Regions from separate parts of the Lactuca sativa genome. Here regions 2 and 3 are each linked to region 1. Evidence: chromatin contacts called from public Hi-C data. All regions are on one chromosome and are shown on one strand. Each heading gives the region's core, a stretch centred on a gene start, on an enhancer-like site or on the middle of the called end of the contact. The rest is flanking DNA. Distances are from core to core; before and after follow the strand shown.

Region 1 (3,222 bases), core at 404-2,903:
AAAGTAATATAATTGATTTGAGTGGGTTACTTGGAGATGCTGGCTGTTGGTTTCAGAAATTGAAAGGCTCAACAAGTTGATTGCTTTTAGATGAGATTGCCAATAAGGCGTTCGATGAAATGCCCAACCCAATTAAGGTATTCATTCCACCTTACGTTAAATTACTGAATTATATTTGTATGATCATCTATTTTCTTCGGTTATGCTTAACGGGATCACCGTTTGGAATTTTGAGATGCAAGATCACTTAGTTTTGCATTTATTAGCTTACAATCTACTCATATACCTCATATTGATAATTACTATTTGTTTTAATAATCTCTGTAATTAATGAGACAAGAGTTATACTCTAACGAAATAGTTCTCCATGAAACTTAAAATATGAATACAACATTGGCTTAATGACTATTCTGTTGATAGAGGTTGAAAGTAAAAAAAAAAAAAAAAAAAAAAATCATTACATTTTACATTTCAAGTCTTCCCAGTTACGTAGGTATCACAAGATTTCTAGGGCTATTTTTAATCTGGATTTTTATTTAGATATAGACATAAATTTGGAAATTAAGTTAAGAATTTAGTTTTTTTTTCACAGATAAAATTGGGTGGACCTGGGTACAAGGAAATATATTATAAAGAGAAGGTAAATTTATCACATCTAAAGGAGATTGAAGAGGTTAAAAGGAAAATGGTGAGTTACTTTGAGTCTTTTAAGTTTTACCATAATTTTTATTAACAAACACAAATTAAAAATGAATGACCGCACCGACTACTAAGGTTGCAGATCATGTTGTTCCTATTAAATGCAGATGAAGTTTATGTAACGTATATTATCTATCTTGCAGATTGTATAACTTGGGCTGATAAGTCGAACTGATGATGATAAAGCAAGTAGGACAACATTGACTCCAACAATGAAAAGATGTTGACCAGGATGAAGAAAAAGGACAAATTCTCTTGCAAATATGTGGCTTTCCCCATTGTTTAGTGGCAACTCATTCTTTAAATTCATCAATCTTAGCTTGATATATTGTCACTGTGGTGAAGGCTTAGGATCAAAATTCAGAAGTCCATGGATTTTGTTGTTGGATTCACTCTCCAACTATCTGGAACATGTGATAAGAAAGTAATGTTTCATTTATATATTCATTTGTCCCTTTATGCTTCTAGGGTTTGTTTGGCTAATGAATTCTAGCATAATTGTAAATGTAATATGAGATTCCATTTCAGTGCATGTTTGGTTGCAATAAATGCATTCCATTTATACAATGAAACGGAAAAAAAAAACACTTTCTAATGCTCCGCGCATGAGCATCTTCCCTAGTTTATATTAAATAAAAGGTTATAAGTCAAAAGTTACTTCGAATAATTTTTTCTTTTATTTTTAGCTTTATTTTTAGTTTTTTTTATACATATCCAAAGTTACTCCTTATGTCAAACAAACAACGAATAGATTAGGAGAGCATAACACTATAAACGATTAACCTTTTTGGATGATTAGTTTATTAAAACGTGTAAAAATAATTTTGAATTAATGCACCTTGGTATGCCGAATCCGATATGGCGATATGCATACTAGAAGCCCATTGAGGCCCAATACGGCCGGATCAGTTTTGTTAAATTGAATTCAAAACTGAATCGGGCAAAGATCCGTCCGAAATACGGTTTCAATTACTTTGAAACAACAATTTCCGGATAATACTCTGATCGAAAGATCCGATTGCTATTTTCATTCGAACATGTTTTTGCAGAATTCGGAGACGATTATTGAAGCTTATTGAAGTTCATAATCGAAACTATTGCACAATTTCATTACTTACTGCTAATATAGCTTGTTTGTAGTGATCGTATCAAGGTACTTTCTTCCAGAAATTTCGTGGGTAAGCCCTAAAGCGTTTGTAGAATTAATCATCAATACACTTCATTTCCTTTTCATAATTCATTGATTATGCGGTTCTTGAATTCAATTGCTTTACTTATGTTTCAGAACTTTTAATTTCAGAATCTCTATTGCGTGTTTGAAGTATATTTGGCTTGATTAATTCAGACAAATGCGTACTCGTTTTATTAACTGTTTGGAAAATTATTGAACTGATACTTGTTAATCTGAGCACAGATAAGATGGAGGACATGTTCGTTGCAATCCTTTCGATGCTTCTTATTGTTGCTTTAATTCCACTTTACCTATGGAAACGCCGTCAGGTCCCGCAGTCTCACGACGAACAAGAAGAACCTCAGGTTAGGGTTTACAAACAATTGTGGTGTTTGATTATGATTTTCAATCCCTCGTGATCTTAACATGTTAATTATTCTCGAAGTAGCACTTATTTTCAATTTCTTAAAACATAAACAGATTCAGCAAAGGGAAACTGTTGTGCGACCTACTGGTGCTCGTAGCAGGATGCGTAGAAGGAATACTTCTGCAGCAAGCACATCTTCTGCTCCACCACAAGCTGAAGAAGGTTTGCGATTCAATCACTTTAACAATAATTAGAATAATAACAAGAACAACAATAGCAATAAGAATCATGGATTTAAGCAGAAACTGAAGATGGAAGTGATGAAGAAGCTGTTGAAGGTGAATATTACAATGCAAAGACATCAAAGAAGAAAGGAAGGAAGAGAGAGGAAGGCCAAGCACAACGCCAGGTGCTTCGATATTCTCTTAAAACTCTCCTCAACTTCTTTATTCCCAAGATCTTATTCAGATCATGTTTCTTGATTCTTTTTTTTTAAAAGATTCCAAAATAATTAGTAAAATTGTGGTTATATTTCCAACTTGAAGGCTGAAGAGGCTGCAAGGGAGTCAAGAAATACAAAACAAGATCGTTATGCAGAAATAAGAAGGAGGAAGGATGAAGAACATGAAGCAAGAGAGCGTATGCTGGTTGATTTCTATCTTTTACTTTTCACATCTTTTTTTTTTTCATGATTTGGTTTTTTGCTAAATAAATTTGAACTGTTGGATAAAGGAAGAGGAAGCTGAGGCCAGAAAGGCGAAAGAGGAGGAAGCTGCAGCCTTAGAGTTTGAGAAATGGAAAGGAGAATTTTCAGTAGATGCTGAAGGTACTACTGAAAATGAAGTTCAAGATGGGACCCAAGGCTTGCTTTTTGATTTTGTGGAGTACATCAAGGTATATATATTTTGTTTTGGATCAAGTTTTTATAAAATTTGATTGTTTGATGAAAATGGTAATGTAAGGCACCATCGTTATGTATTGTTTA
Region 2 (3,222 bases), core at 352-2,851, 200 kb before region 1:
ACACACACACTCACAACGCAAAAGACCACCACCACTAGTCAACGTCACCGCCGCTGTCAATACCGGTCAACACCACCGCCGCCGACATTGATGCTTCCTTTGTAAACCTAATCGTCGGAAACTTTAGTCATCGGAAAGTTTACCTAGCTCCGACGAACAACACACACATACACAACTCTTCGTCTCTCCAGATAAACACAGACAAAAATTCAGGAAATCTAACATACAAGAACACATTAAAAGCCTAGAAATCTTATGTACAAGAACACAAACATATGAACATAGCTCATAGTACACACATACTCTGATGAACCTAGAAATGATTAAACACAAATGAGACCAGACAGACACATCTGTTCAAGATCTGATTAAACACATGACTCATCTACACTTTCCCTGAACTAAGGTTTTTTAGGCTAGCAACTATGGTGGTTATCCGATTTTCAAATCAGTCTTAGACCCACCCTCGGAAAACCAAAACCCTAGATCGGAGATATTGTGAAGACATTAACGTTTACAGATCTAGACGGAGGCGGCGAGATCGAAGATCGAAGCAAGGGTTAACAGATAAATGTCGGCGTTGTGAAGGTAGTCCCAAATGATGAAGACGATGGTGGTAGCCTCCATTTGGCTCTCAAGTTTCTAGCACCGACGGAGTCTAAATCAACCAAATAAACGAAGATAACGATCTCGCTGAACTCTTTGTCACTTGAGTTTCCAGCTTCGCCGCCACCGCCTTAATCTTTCAGGGTTAGGTTTTCACTGCCTGATGATTAGGTTTTTGGTGTCGGAGTTTGTAGATCAAGATACATTCCATCGAGCTTGTTTTCCAGCGGTGTTGCGAACCAGTTACATCCCATCGAACATTTTTTCCGGCGAGATAACGTAAATCGAAGGAGAAGGGTGAAATTTTTTTGGATTTGTCTAGAAGAAGATAAGGTGAGGATTTGTCTTGAAGAAGAAGGGGATGGAGGGTTTATGTTTGCCGGTGAGAAATTAACACACCCCCCAAAAAAAAGTTTGTCGAGATCGAGAGAGAGAGAGAGAGAGAGAATATTATTTTTGTTTTATTTTTAATTGGTTTTTAATTTCTATAATAAAAGAAAATTATAAAATAAAATAATAAAGGATAAATCCGTCATTATAAAATGTTTCAAAAATTTTGGACTAAAATCGCAACAAATTGAAAAGTTTGGACCTCTGGTGCTAGTCCAAACCTTTTTGGACCAAAGTGGCAATTTTCAGCTAACCATAGGGACCATTTATGCAGTTTTGTCTTTTTTATTTTCTTGTAATCATAAATGTAGTTAAATAAATAAATAAAAAGAGAAAAACAAAAAGTAAGGGCAATAGTGTCATTATAAAAAAGTTTAAAACAAATTGGACCAAATTCGCAACAAAATAAAAAGTTTGGACTTCTGGTGCTAGTCCAAACTTTTTTGGACCAAAGTGGCAATTTTCAGCTGACCACAGGGACCATTTATGCAGTTTTGTCTTTAATATATGAAAATTGTTTAGGGTCGGAGATGGTTTTAGTTTTAAAAGATAGAATGAAGTTGAATGTTGTAAGATAGTTCAGGGACTATGATTATAAATATATTCTTCCATAAAGATAAAGATGAATTCGTCGCTACTTTGCTTCTTTTCTTCACTTGTGATCGAACCGACTTAACTCGCCTGCTTGGATTTGTCCGGACTTTTTAGGGTTTCTTCTCTCCCTTGGTGTGCCCTCATTCAGAACCCTAATCGTTTGCCAGGTATTTGAGATATAGTTCAATAATTTATCATTGATTTTCTTTGCCCTGACATAATCATATTCTAAATGAACTGCAATCCTCTGATGAATTAGGTTTTTTATTTGGGTTTTCCCTAATTTTTACTGTTGATCTCTTTTTGTTTACCGCTGAAGCTGTTTTTTTGTGAAGATTACTTGATTCTTGTATGTATTTCTGATTAACAGTCTTCGCTTATTCCATCGATTGCGATTTTAGGGTTTTTGTGTTTATTATATATGTTAAGATTGATTCCTTGTATCCATGGGTTGTAGAAGTACGATATTGATGCAAGACCCATTTTCAAAAAGAAAGATTTCGATCATACCACCAATATAGAACTAGAGATTCTTGTTTTTTCTTCTTGGTTCTTTTGATCATCTTGGCATCCCACAAGATAATTAGATAACTAAATACGATTATTTTACAAAATCAAATCTCTCAACTCTCAAGCATGTTCTTCAATCAACTTATGTCAGTATTTCTGTGTGTGTGTGTAAAGATGGAAGATGATAAAGCCACCACAGTTATCGTGACATTTACCAAATTTTCTCAGATATTCTTCTCATTTTGGGTATTTTATTTGTAGATGTTTAGTGATATAAACTTATTATTTGTCGTCTGAATAATAAAGTTCATTATATTTCTTCATGAACTTGATTATCATGTATCTTAGAGTTGTTTATACCATGACTCCATCTTTTAAAGCTATAGTCTCCTTTTGATCTTTATACAGATCTAAGCAACACTTGTGTTAAGAAAAGCTTCGGTTTCCATTTCACTTTACCAGGAAACTTTCATGTCTGACCTCGACCTCCAGATTCCCACTGCTTTTGGTAAGTTCTTTCATCTCAACAAAAAATCTTACATTGTTAATACTGATTTTTCCAAATCTTGAAGGTAAATTTTTAATCTTTATTTTTTTGTTTCAAAAGACCCGTTTGCTGAAGCTAATGCTGAGGACTCTGGTGCTGGATCAAAAGAATACGTTCATATTCGTGTTCAACAGAGAAATGGTAGAAAAAGCTTGACAACTGTTCAAGGGTTGAAAAAAGATTTTAGCTACAATAAGATTTTGAAGGACCTTAAAAAGGAGTTTTGCTGTAATGGCACTGTTGTTCAAGATCCTGAACTAGGCCAGGTTTTTACTTTTATTTTTTTAAAATCTTACAAGCTTATTGTTATTATTATTATTTTATTTTTGCTTTTAAATTTCGGATTTCTCACATTCTCTTATGTTGTTTTGAAGGTCATTCAACTTCAAGGTGACCAGAGAAAGAACGTCTCTGCCTTTCTTACTCAGGTAACTTTTTTCAATGTATGCTAAATTGACTGAGTTTGAGTAAATGACCGTTTTACCCTTCTGTATGTAAATGATGGATTGATGGGTAAAATTAGTAAATAACAAATGACTTTATTTAAGAATTGTTATAAATCCATTTTGTTTTAT
Region 3 (3,222 bases), core at 217-2,716, 150 kb before region 1:
GTGGTCGAATGACAACTCTTCTTGGTAAAACTATAAATTAACCAAATGAACACAAACACAAACAACGGTTTATTCATGTTCGTTCATTTAAGCTTAACCAAACAAAAGAAGAAACATGAACATATAAACAAACGGGGTTTTTTGTTCACATTCCTTATTTAAAAGATTATTTTGTTAATGTCTGTTAATGTTCATTCGTGAAAATGTTAAACGAATATAAATAAACATAAACATCCAAACACTGATAAATGGTTCATAAGTTTGAGCCATTGAGGCATTCTAACCTACACTTCCAATGAATGTTTTAACTTTTAACCTTTTGGCGTTTTATTGCATTGTGCTAATACATATTTACAAAAGTATCCTTTATAAAAAAACATAAGCGAGCGAACATAAACGAACATATATGATCAAGCATAAACAACCAGTAATAAACGAACATAATCGAAGGTTCAAGAACATATGTGAGCAAACAAGATTTCTTTTATGTTTGTTCGTTTAACTGAACCAACCCAATTTTGTTCTTGTTAGTTCTTATATTGAATAAATGGAAATCTAGTTGTATGGTTCACCAAACGTTCGGTTTATTTACATCACTACTTCACAAATCATGAATTTTCATCCATCCATGAATCAAATTGTTTTTAAAAGCGAGTGCCACTCCTGCCGAAGTAGTTTATGTGGTCACATGACAATACTTGGATAAGATGGTCGACTGATAAGAAAACCGAGAATATGAAAATTTGTTGAACAAATTTGGACAAGTTTACAAATGTGAGATTCAAGTATATGAAACATGAAATATAAGATCATGAAATTTGTCAAGAATACAATTTTAAAGTGTGCTTTTTGAGGTGTGTTAAACCAAAACAACTCTCTACATAACATAGAGGTAAAATGGTCAAAATAGGAATCAAATGACCATATATCGTAGATTAAAAATATTCAATTTTCACAAAGAAACAAAAGATGACTAATGACGGGTTTTTTTTACCAAAACCGGGCCTAATGTAATCGAACTGGACCAGCCCCTTTAAAATTGGGTTTTCCATTAACGGGTCTGGGTTCTCGGGTCTGGGTCAACCAAATCAGTCAACTGGTCCAGACACAACTTACATAATGTTGTTAGATATTTTGAATTTAAAATAGTGCCCTTTAAAATAATATATTTTATTTTTGTAATAAAGTGTTTGACAATGATAAAACTATTTAAAAAGGGCCCATTTAAAAGTTGGGCAACTTAGTGCTCAAAAAAGAAAATTTAGTGGTCCAGCCCTCTAATATATGAAAGTTGAAATTTTTAAGAAAAGACACCATGGCCCACACATTGCAGGAAAGAGCCCCACCATAACTAATTCTAGACCCTTCACACCCTATCCCTCCTCCACACCCTCACGTGCCTCTCGAGATATTTCAGTATTTCACTACCTTTCTATTGCTATATAAGTCAAGTACTCAACCACCGCTTAAGACACACTTCACTCACCTTCTTCATACAAACCTTTCAAGCTCTTAAACAATGGCGTCCATGGCTACCACCTTTGCCTCGTCTCTCTCCACCAAGACCAGGACCTCTTTCCTGGACCAATCATCGTTCCATGGCGTTCCGGTGGCTTCTCCGACGCGGATCCAACCAATCAAATCGAACCAAAGCAAGAACACACCGATCACCATGTCTGCTACCCCGTATGATCTCGGATCGTTCACCTTTAGTCCGATCAAGGAAGCGATCGTGTCTCGTGAAATGACGAGAAGGTACATGACTGATATGATTACCTACGCCGATACCGATGTCGTTGTAGTCGGCGCTGGCTCCGCTGGTCTCTCCTGTGCTTATGAGCTTAGCAAAAACCCTGACGTTCAGGTACCTTATCTTTTTTACAGTTGTTTCTCTATATTTAACATCTGCATGTTTGATCTATTACATGCTGTTCCTTTTTCTAGCAGATTCGGTGTTATTTTGTTCCGATTTTTATGGATTCAACAAAAGTTCATTTCCATTCCGTTTGTTGATATTTATGCTCGATCTGATGCTATCCATATCAAATGATCATATATTCAACTCCGATTCAACCGATTCATAGTTTAATTTGAAGCAATTTTTTTTTTGTTTTCTTCTGGATGATTTTTTTGTTGTTTATTGCTTCGAGGTATATATACCTGATGCTCTGATTTTCGAAGGTTACATGGATGTCTTTATCATCATGTCATTATTTCTTCCTAAAATAAGATCTGCGTATCAAAGTTATTTAATTTGTTAATTACGATACGATCGTATATAAAATTATACTACAACTCTGAATAATTACAGGTCGCCATCATCGAGCAATCTGTGAGCCCAGGAGGTGGAGCATGGCTCGGAGGTCAACTCTTCTCCGCCATGGTCGTCCGCAAGCCCGCACACCTCTTCCTCGACGAGCTTGAAATCGAGTACGACGAGCAAGAAGACTACGTAGTCATCAAACACGCGGCTCTCTTCACCTCCACCATCATGAGCAAGCTCTTAGCCAGGCCAAACGTGAAGCTCTTCAACGCAGTAGCAGCCGAGGACTTAATCATCAAGGGAGGTAGAGTCAGTGGCGTTGTAACTAACTGGGCTTTAGTCGCAATGAACCACGACACACAATCCTGCATGGACCCGAATGTAATGGAGGCTAAAGTGGTTGTGAGTTCATGTGGACACGATGGACCCATGGGTGCTACAGGAGTGAAAAGGCTCAGAAGCGTTGGATTGATTGAGAGTGTTCCTGGGATGAAGGCTCTTGACATGAACGCTGCTGAAGATGCGATTGTGAAGTTGACTAGAGAGATTGTTCCTGGTATGATTGTTACAGGAATGGAAGTTGCAGAGATCGATGGATCTCCAAGAATGGTAATTAATTAAAATCGATTACTTATAATTTATAAAATATAATCCATCTTTTTTTTTTTTTCTTGAAAATGATTGTGGAAATGGTGTATGTGAACAGGGGCCGACGTTTGGGGCTATGATGATATCTGGACAGAAGGCTGCTCATCTGGCTTTGAGGGCTTTAGGGCTTCCGAATGCTTTGGATGGGACAAGTGTGGGAAGTGTTCATCCAGAGATGATTCTTGCTGCTGTTGATTCTGGTGAGACTGTGGATGCCTAAGTCATGAGGTATATAATTTAGGGAGAAGTTTAATTAGGGTTTGAATAAATAAGGAGAGAGGTTTGTGAATGGTACTGGGATGTGGTGGTTT

What was found. A called contact is a pair of places that touch in the nucleus more often than the background predicts.
Region 2: a contact with region 1 is called in a Hi-C map of leaf, with 4 times the contacts expected there. The contact joins the promoter of LOC111877284 here to the promoter of LOC111877286 in region 1. A contact is called at or near these places in 2 of 4 Hi-C or Micro-C datasets (both in leaf).
Region 3: a contact with region 1 is called in a Hi-C map of seed, with 5 times the contacts expected there. The contact joins the promoter of LOC111877285 here to the promoter of LOC111877286 in region 1. A contact is called at or near these places in 3 of 4 Hi-C or Micro-C datasets (leaf and seed).

The regions. Positions count from the first base shown.
Region 1 is chr7:196,425,157-196,428,378 of Lsat_Salinas_v11, forward strand. It overlaps LOC111877286 (DDRGK domain-containing protein 1), which reads left to right and starts at 1,654. Exons shown (of 9, transcript XM_023873809.2): 1 at 1,654-1,852; 2 at 2,114-2,235; 3 at 2,351-2,459; 4 at 2,540-2,646; 5 at 2,783-2,884; 6 at 2,970-3,131. The coding sequence starts at 2,119.
Region 2 is chr7:196,222,026-196,225,247 of Lsat_Salinas_v11, forward strand. It overlaps LOC111877284 (protein translation factor SUI1 homolog), which reads left to right and starts at 1,602. Exons shown (of 5, transcript XM_023873806.3): 1 at 1,602-1,757; 2 at 2,509-2,608; 3 at 2,708-2,913; 4 at 3,022-3,075. The coding sequence starts at 2,572.
Region 3 is chr7:196,272,927-196,276,148 of Lsat_Salinas_v11, forward strand. It overlaps LOC111877285 (thiamine thiazole synthase, chloroplastic), which reads left to right and starts at 1,467. Exons shown (of 3, transcript XM_023873807.2): 1 at 1,467-1,864; 2 at 2,312-2,872; 3 at 2,970-3,222. The coding sequence starts at 1,520. The coding sequence ends at 3,131.